Linked DNA regions of Sus scrofa: region 1 is linked to region 2. Evidence: chromatin contacts called from public HiChIP or PLAC-seq data. All regions are on one chromosome and are shown on one strand. Each heading gives the region's core, a stretch centred on a gene start, on an enhancer-like site or on the middle of the called end of the contact. The rest is flanking DNA. Distances are from core to core; before and after follow the strand shown. Region 1 has its middle 49 kb from the start of PHLDA1. Region 2 overlaps GLIPR1 (glioma pathogenesis-related protein 1).

Evidence for each region. HiChIP or PLAC-seq counts read pairs in DNA pulled down with a chosen protein or histone mark.
Region 1: a contact with region 2 is called in an H3K27ac HiChIP or PLAC-seq map of alveolar macrophages. The contact joins two enhancer-like sites. A contact is called at or near these places in 1 of 5 promoter capture datasets (fetal liver) and 1 of 2 datasets of contacts at active chromatin or transcription factors (alveolar macrophages).

The regions. Positions count from the first base shown.
Region 1 is chr5:39,268,415-39,272,493 of Sscrofa11.1, forward strand. No RefSeq gene overlaps it. Among named protein-coding and RNA genes, the nearest start is that of PHLDA1, 49 kb to the right of the region's middle. Within about 2 kb of position 1,382, at least 28 of the 83 cell types and tissues checked have an H3K27ac peak or open chromatin away from gene starts, as enhancers often do. A contact at or near this core is called in alveolar macrophages, where this site is marked.
Region 2 is chr5:38,764,643-38,768,734 of Sscrofa11.1, forward strand. All of the region lies in intron 1 of GLIPR1 (glioma pathogenesis-related protein 1), which reads left to right. Among named protein-coding and RNA genes, the nearest start is that of GLIPR1, 8.1 kb to the left of the region's middle. Within about 2 kb of position 2,474, at least 33 of the 83 cell types and tissues checked have an H3K27ac peak or open chromatin away from gene starts, as enhancers often do. A contact at or near this core is called in alveolar macrophages, where this site is marked.

The sequences.
Region 1 (4,079 bases), core at 132-2,631, 500 kb after region 2:
ATTCCCATATATCTTTATTCCTAGCTCAGTAGAGAATGTATCAGACCAAAGAAGGTCAAAGAATCCCTGGGGTGAGTTGCAATGAATAGTGTGATGATATAATTGAAATGACATGACTGTTCTCACAGTTGGAGGCAAAGGTGAGGGGGATGAGTAGTCCAAGAACAAGTAAATAGGTACTTTTCATGCCCAGGTTCTACATATTTTAGAACTTTCTGGGCTACTTCCCAGGGAAATTAAAGAATGAGGATGTCATAGGAAGGAGAGGAGGGTTCCTATCATCCACCACTCTACTTGCAGCTCAGAAAACCCAGAATGCAAGAGGTAGGCCGCAGAAAGTTTCGTGCTTATTTTACCTCTTCTCTGTCATTATTTTAAACATGTGTCGTACCAGGAATGTTGTTAGTTCATGACACAGAAAACATAGATAAGCAGTTCTTTGGAATTTGGGGGTGAGGAAGAAAACAGTGCATATACATAACTCCAGCCCAATGTCATCCTGTGGTCATTGCTTAATACAAATGAAAGATATTGTGCCACCAGTAGAAGATAGAAGCGATACTGTTTTAGAAAATAATAACCTTGCAACCAGAGGTGGTCAGAAAAGCAAGGAAGTGATCATCACCAAAGTTAGGATAGTGGTTACTTCTAGGAGGGAGGGAGGGGGTGTGGTCTAGAAGGTCAACAAAGGAGGGGTATCTGGGCTGGCAATGTTCCCTTTCTTGATTGAGGGGTGTTCACTTTGTAAGTATACATTATGCTATATATTTATGTTTTCTATTTGTATATTCTATTTCATAATTTTCAAAAGGTTAAAAAAGGAAAGAAAATAATAACCCTCCCTTTATTGAGGAAAAAACACTTTACTGCAGAGCTTAGCTCTAGTTATTTAAACATCTTTCTCTGTTGATATCTAGGTTCCTTCCATAGATTGTTATTCTGGGAGAAAAAGAGGGTGGATTTTTGAGGAGCCATGAGTAGACTACTGTTAAAGCTCCAGTATAGATGGCATACCAGAGATTTTTTTTAGTACTGGAGTGTGTTGGGAGTATATATTTAAGAGTCCAATTATTCGAGTCAGAATTCAATGGGGCTCCACAAGATACCAGAAAGTTCTACAAAGGTTTGGCAGTGTTCACAAAGCAGTCATCAGACACAAAGACAGGGGATACAAAGGGGGTTATGAAATCATCGAGATAAATACAAAAATTTTTAAAAAGATATTAAGAACTCAGTTCTTCCAGTTCAGGGCATAGCAGAGCCTCAGGGCCTCTCTGTGAAGAAAATCCCTCCTGTGTTTGGCATCTGAGTGACTCACCCAGAAAACCATCCACTGCGTGCAGCAAAAAGGAAATGAATCATGGAAGCTTCTGACCTTTGCCCTTGTCATCCCGGCACAGGGAAGCCACCCACAGACAGTCTCAACAGAGCTGGAGACAGGGCAGTCAAACAAGGCACACAACAATGATGCAGATCTATTGGCAGAGGTCTGGATAACACAGCTCAGGGGGTGAGAATCAGGATAAGCACTGATTTTATGATACCAAAAAACCCTAGCTGTTGAACTGGCATTGAGGACAATTTGGCAGAATCCTGCTGTTTTAGGCAATCATAGGAACTCCTTCCATCAGTAACTGGGTTTGGAATTTGAAGAATTTGCTTGGCTTGCTTAGAAGTAGACCAAACTCATACATGTACGAAAGTTGGAATGAATTTGATGGAATCATTTACATTTAAGAAGATGTGAGTCCAATGTCTGTATTCAGAAAAGCAAAGGGTTTACAAAGATTGGCAGAGGCTGTCCTAATACAACCCAGTACTCCAGGGGGATGATTTCAGTTTTCAACAAAATCAGGATGCCTTCAAAACATTCACCTAAAAGCTAAATATAGTTCATCCAAAAACATGCACAGAGTAGAAGAAGGAAACCTAGGGGAAAAGAAGGAAACTCTTTAATTGCCTATATTACTGAATACAACTTCATGTGGGGATAGTCCATGGAGGTGAGCTGATCTCCCAGTTCTCTGCTCATCCTGCTGGGATGTAGAGTTCAAAGGCATTTCCCTCCATGCCAGGGTGAGCTTTCTAATGGTGGTCTCTCCCCCATATGGGCCTACAAAAGCTTTCTATATTTCTATATTAAGAAATAATATATATATAGAAATATATATTTCTATATTTCCTTATTATAAAAGAATATACCAGCCCTCAAAAGACATCACCCAAGGATTTCCCTGTGGCTCAGCAGGTTAAGGATCTGGTGTTGTGACTGCTGTGGCTAGGGTCACTGCCATGGTGCAGGTTCAGTTCCTGGCCTAAGAACTTCTGCATGCTGTCTGTGGGTTTGGCAAAACAAAAAAACCAACCAACACCCCCCCCCCCCCGCCACATTACCCAAGCCCTTGCCTTCTGGATGAACTAGGCTAAGAAACCCCTTCCCTGGCTAGTTGGGAGGGTGGGAATTAGGCACTTGTATGTCACACAGCTTAATGCAGAGCTCTGATTTGTGCTTGGTAACTCAAGTTGATAGAGGACATGGGATAGCAAATGATGTTCCAGTCACAGCTCAGGAACTGATTGGGGTCTAGAACCTTTCCTCTTCCTTCCATCCCCACCTCCCATTCTAGCCACTTTCCTCACTTTCATATTCTCTCTTCTTACCCACTCCAATGTTATCCTCCTTTATTAAATTAGAGAAAGGAGATTAGTCATTTCTAGGTAGACAGGCAGGACCTCTGGGTCCACATCCTGTTACTGCCTTCAGCATTTACTGATGGAAATAGAAGTGATTCAGTCTTGTCTCAGAGCACAGGATTTTGAAAACACTACTCTGCATACTGCTAAGTGATTTACATACAATTGGTATCAGGGTGTCCCAGTATTATCTTCCCACTCTCTTTATGAACTTTTCTTTCCATGTTTTTAAATTAAAGTATAGTTGATTTACAGTGTTCTGTCAATTTCTGCTGTACTGCAAAGTGGCCCAATTATACATATATACATTTTTTTCTCATGTTATATTCCATCCTGTTCTACCACAAGTGATTGGATATAGTTCCCTGTGCTATATAGCAGGACCTCATTTCTTATTCATTCTAGAGATTCTCATACTAAGTCAAGTAAGTTAGAAAGAGAAACACAAATACTATATGATATCACTTATATGTGGAATCTAAAATAGGGCACAAATGAACCTATCTACAGAACAGAAACAGACTCACAGACATGGAGACAGACTTGTGGTTGCCAAGAGGGAGGGAATTGGATGGACAGGGCATTAGGGTTTAGTAGATGCAAACCTTTACGAGCTCCTATCCCTATTTCCAACAGTATCTTCAACTAATGAATACGTATTTTTTCTGTGATAATAATAATACATTTTTAAAATGGCTACCACCTATCTAGTCAATACTTCCCATGCTAAAGGATTAATGTCTGGGGATATTAATCCTTTTAATCTTCATAGTAACCATATTATAACAGGTTCTATTTTCATCCCTACTTTATAAATGGGAAACTCCAAATTTAGAAATTGTGTCACTTGCCCAAAATCAAGTAGGGAAATAGCCAGGATTTAAGCCCAGAGCTTGTCAACTACAGAATCTGAGCTCTTTACCATCACACTAAGGATCCTAGGCAGCTGGGGTAGAAGAAGAAAAAAGTGAATTGTATTCCTGGCCCCATTAATTTTGCTCAACTTTTCCTTACATTCAGGTGTATAATCATAGCAGGCAGAAGAAGGGAAACATAATATAGTCTTATTTCCATGTGGACATCCCACCTGTTACCTGTATGCCTTTTATATTTCTTGCTTATGTGTAAGAAATGAGAAAGGAAGAAAACTGGCAGCAGAAGTCATAGCAGTTTCTAGCCTGATTTCCCTATTCCTTGATAATGGAGAATTTGACCTTTCTGAAAAGATGATCTTTCAAGCTTAACCAATAAAAACCCCATCAGAAACACCTCATCAAGCACACGTTGAAAGGGGCCAAGTAAGTTCAGCTTCTCATTTGGAATTCATCTACTGACCTTCTGCTGGGAGCAACAGTAAAGAGAAGACAAATGACTCTCTCACCTTC
Region 2 (4,092 bases), core at 1,224-3,723:
TCTAGTTTTACAAAGAATTTTAAGTACAGTTGTTCTCAATTTCTTAGGGAATTAGGTTGTAATTTAAATGACACCAGAGGTTGATCCACCCATAAATTATTTTACAAGGGTTTTGGAAAGTTTATCTTTCTCTCTGGGAACATAGTTTCATTTTAGCTTAGGGTGGAAGCTTTAAAAAAAAATTCCTATCAAGCTCTGAATATCAGTTTCCAATTCAGCCAAATTTCTGATCATAAAGTTATTAAACCCCTTCAACTATCTTGCCATGTTTTAGCTGGAACAAAGAGTAAATATTTCTGGCAGTATTAAGTAACTCCATGGACCCAAAAGGTATCCTCAGAGAGGGTGCAAAGGTTACTACATTCCCAAGATCTGGAGTCACTCCCAGAGTCACTCCCAAAGATAACCAAAGAAAGAACCAATAGCCTGTGTGTCCCAGGCAGACAGAAAGCTAAGCCAAGCACTTAAGATGAAAAATCAGAGAAGGCAGGAAGTTAGTTACTGAGTAGTTGGTAGTTAGTTACTGAGTAGTTAGTAGTTAGTGAGAGAGGAAGAATCAGTAACTAATAGGTCTAGATTTAGAAAGGGACAATGTGAAATTTTATTTTTCTCTCTCAGCTGGGCATTACAAACAGGTTCTGGAGAACTTGCTAAGAATTCTCATCCTTCACTGGAATCTGCTAGTTTTTCCAGGAATTCCCTCTCCAGGTTCTAGTTTTTAACTTTAATTTTAGCCTCCCTTGGCTGTTTAAGAGCATAGCACTTTCCCAGGGAAACTTTTGAAGTCCTATCAGTTCTGGGCAGGGAGATGGCTACATGGGGCTATACTTTTAGGAGTGGATATCAGGGCATTCAAATTGATTTTGACAAATTTGCATAGGGCCTTGAAGGACAATCTCTTTTCCAGTGTCCCAGTTAATACAACTAAAACAATCTATGGGGTCAGTATTTTAATGATGGACCCCTAGGAAAATGCAGCATCAGTGGGACCCAGGTATGATTTTTAAGTGCCTGGCCTTGAAGCTGTTGTAGCTGTAAGGATAATGGTTTGGTCAACTTTGTTTATGATCTCATGTCTTTAAATTTTCATTTGTCTTCTATAACAATTTTTAATGAAGCTATTTTGGAATTTGGAGGGGGCGCTTTTGGAGTTGTCTTATGCTACTTAAAATAGGCATCCTATTCTGTTTGCTTAATTTAGGAGCCCTTACTTTCAAGTACACTTTTTATTTATTTTTGCTATTTTAGGGCTGCATCCACAGCATATGGAGATTCCCAGGCTAGGGGTTGAATCCAAGCTGTAGCTGCCAGCCTATGCCACAGGCACAGCAATGCCAAATCTGAGCTGCATCTGCGACCTACACCACAGCTCACAGCAATGCTGGATCCTTAACCCACTGAGCAAGGCTAGGGATCCAACCCTCAACCTCATGGATACCATTTGGGTTGGTTAACCTCTGAGCCATGAAGAGAACTCCTTAAGCACACTTTTTAAATGATCTTATCTGACTTAAATGTTCTGCATAATGGCCATTGTAATACAGGTTGTAATTCCCCTGAGAGCTGGCCGCAGCTTTGTTGGACCTTGGCTCAAAAATGGAAATTAACCCACATCTCTCTCCAGCCACATTTTGGGACTGACAACCTCATGGTTACTAAGTCAAGTTCTCAAGATCACAAAATTATAGATGTTTTTAATAAAACTTTGCCTTAAAAAAAAATACTTGTAGCTTCTGCAACAATAGTTCTTAGGTATACGAACAATAGTTCTTAGGTTGTGCCATAAGGTAGGGATCTCTCAGAGCCAAACTAATTCCTAAAAAGGGATGTGCTGCTAGGTTGGAAAATGTGTGATATTTAACTGTGTACCTCATTGCAGAGAAATTTCCTTGAGGATGGCAGGTAACTTAGTGTCAATCTAACACATCCTGTGACCAACTTAGGCTAACATAGAAATCTCTTGGTTAGGTGGCAAGTGCTGTAACAGCTCAATGCATGTCCAATAGTTTTTGCAGCTTTTTTTAACTTCTACATTTCTCCCTTTGTCTTTTTAGGGCCGAACCCATGGCATATGGAGGTTCCCAGGTTAGGTGTCAAATCGGAGCTATAAAAATGGCCTCATTCAGCCTCCATGGCCTTCTCTGAGTTCCAAGGGGCACTGTCTGTAAGGCATTATCTGCTCTGGCCTCTGCCTGGCAAAGAAAGAAAAGATATTTTTTTTCTTTTACCCAAAACTCTGTTTCAAAGTTTCTATTCAGCACCAGTGGACAGAGGCCAAGTTTTGGCAACAAACTTTGGGGGCTCGTTTGGGATCAACTGACTGGCAGCTGGCCGTGTGTGGCCCCTGGACTTCATAAGACGGTTTGGGGTTTCTCTCTATGCAAACCTCTTTCAGGAGAGCAGAGGGTTGGAGGATGACTCAAGAGGCCAGATCATCAGAGATCCTGCCATTGGGCCATGCCCAGGTCACACCCAGCCAGTCGTCTCAGTAGTTGGAGCTCCAGGATAGGAACAGAGGACTAGAGAGAAACTGCCCAGCAGCTCCAAGGCCTTGAGGACATCTTTATCTCTTTGTGCCCACGCCAGCCCAAACCTCTTACTCTGAGAAATGATTTTGGGGAAGAACAAAAATAGCATCTGGGCCGTTGTGACACCTCTACCAGTATCTGGGTAAGTCCCCCAAGAGCACTCTGAGGCCCCTTGGATCTGATCCATTTAAGAATTCTCAAAGGGCACCACTCGGACTCAGGTCCTGGGCTTAGTGGCACTTGGAAGCCAATTTGAGTTGGTTTGTAGCTTCCTTTTGGCTGGCAACGATTATGCTTTTGCTTTCAGTTTTGTGCGTGAATGTTTCATTTGATTCAATATGGGAAGAACTTCTCCAGTTCCATATGATAGCTATGAGCCCAATGACCAAGAAAACTTATTCCAACTGTTATTTATAATAGTGGATTTTATGTTTGATATCAGATCCATAATTAAGCTTAGAAAATGAAGATAGCATAATGTGAGAAAAAAAAGTATACATATATGTGTAACTGGGTCACCATGCTGTACAGTAGAAAAAAAATTGTATTGGGGAAATAACAAAATTTTAAAAAATTAAAAGAAAATGAAGATAATGAGATCTGGTTGTATGTTTGTATACATTTTCTTTTTACCTTTGATATTATCAAAATTAATTTGTAAATGATCTCTAGTTAATTGGCTTAAACAATTGAAATTAAGCACTTGTAGAAATTCTCAAAAACAGAAGGTTACTGGCCAGAATTAATTTTAGGTTCATGTGAACTGGGAAATATTCAGTATTAAATTAATACCTGATATTAGGTTTGTTGATTTAAGTGATAGAGATATGTCTTTAGAGTCATCAAGATTAAGTATAAATCTTTATTGTACTTAGCTTTTAATAGAAGTAAAATAAGATGTTGCTGTATCTGTTGCAATTTAACAGCAAGAAAATAACTTGGTATGATAACATTTTTATAAGAAACTTAAATGTAAATGAGACAAGCTTTTGTGTGAACTCTTTAGGAACAATTTGGGGAAAATTGTTTTAGGAATATCTACTTTTAAAATAATCTCTCCAGATATCTGGTAATGTGAAAATTTAGAGTTGCACAAAATTTAAACTATGTTGAATGATGGAAGATTATGGAATAACTAGGTCATTTCCAGATAGGGTAATATACTGAAACATTAATTACTGGACATGGGCTTCACTTTACAGAGAAACTAAAGATATTTGGGACTATTAAATATTCAGTGCCACCCTGAGATGTTCTCTATAAGAAAACCTGTTTTTAAAAATTACTTATATAGTAGTTCTTGGTTGCTTAAGGAAACTAGGATGTATGTTTTCAGTAAAGAAGGGATGAGGAATGTCAGGAATGGCATTGCATTTTCTTAAGGGAAAAGGGTGATTTTTGTCCTAGAGGTGGCTGCTTCTGAATTTAAAAGAATATGGGGCAAAATAATAATGGATACAGAAAGTGATGGAAGGTTGGTGGGAACTGGGCACTGAGAGAAGATTTTGTGCATGGTTGGGACTATGTTTAGAATAAATTTAATTGAATAAATTAATAGTAAATT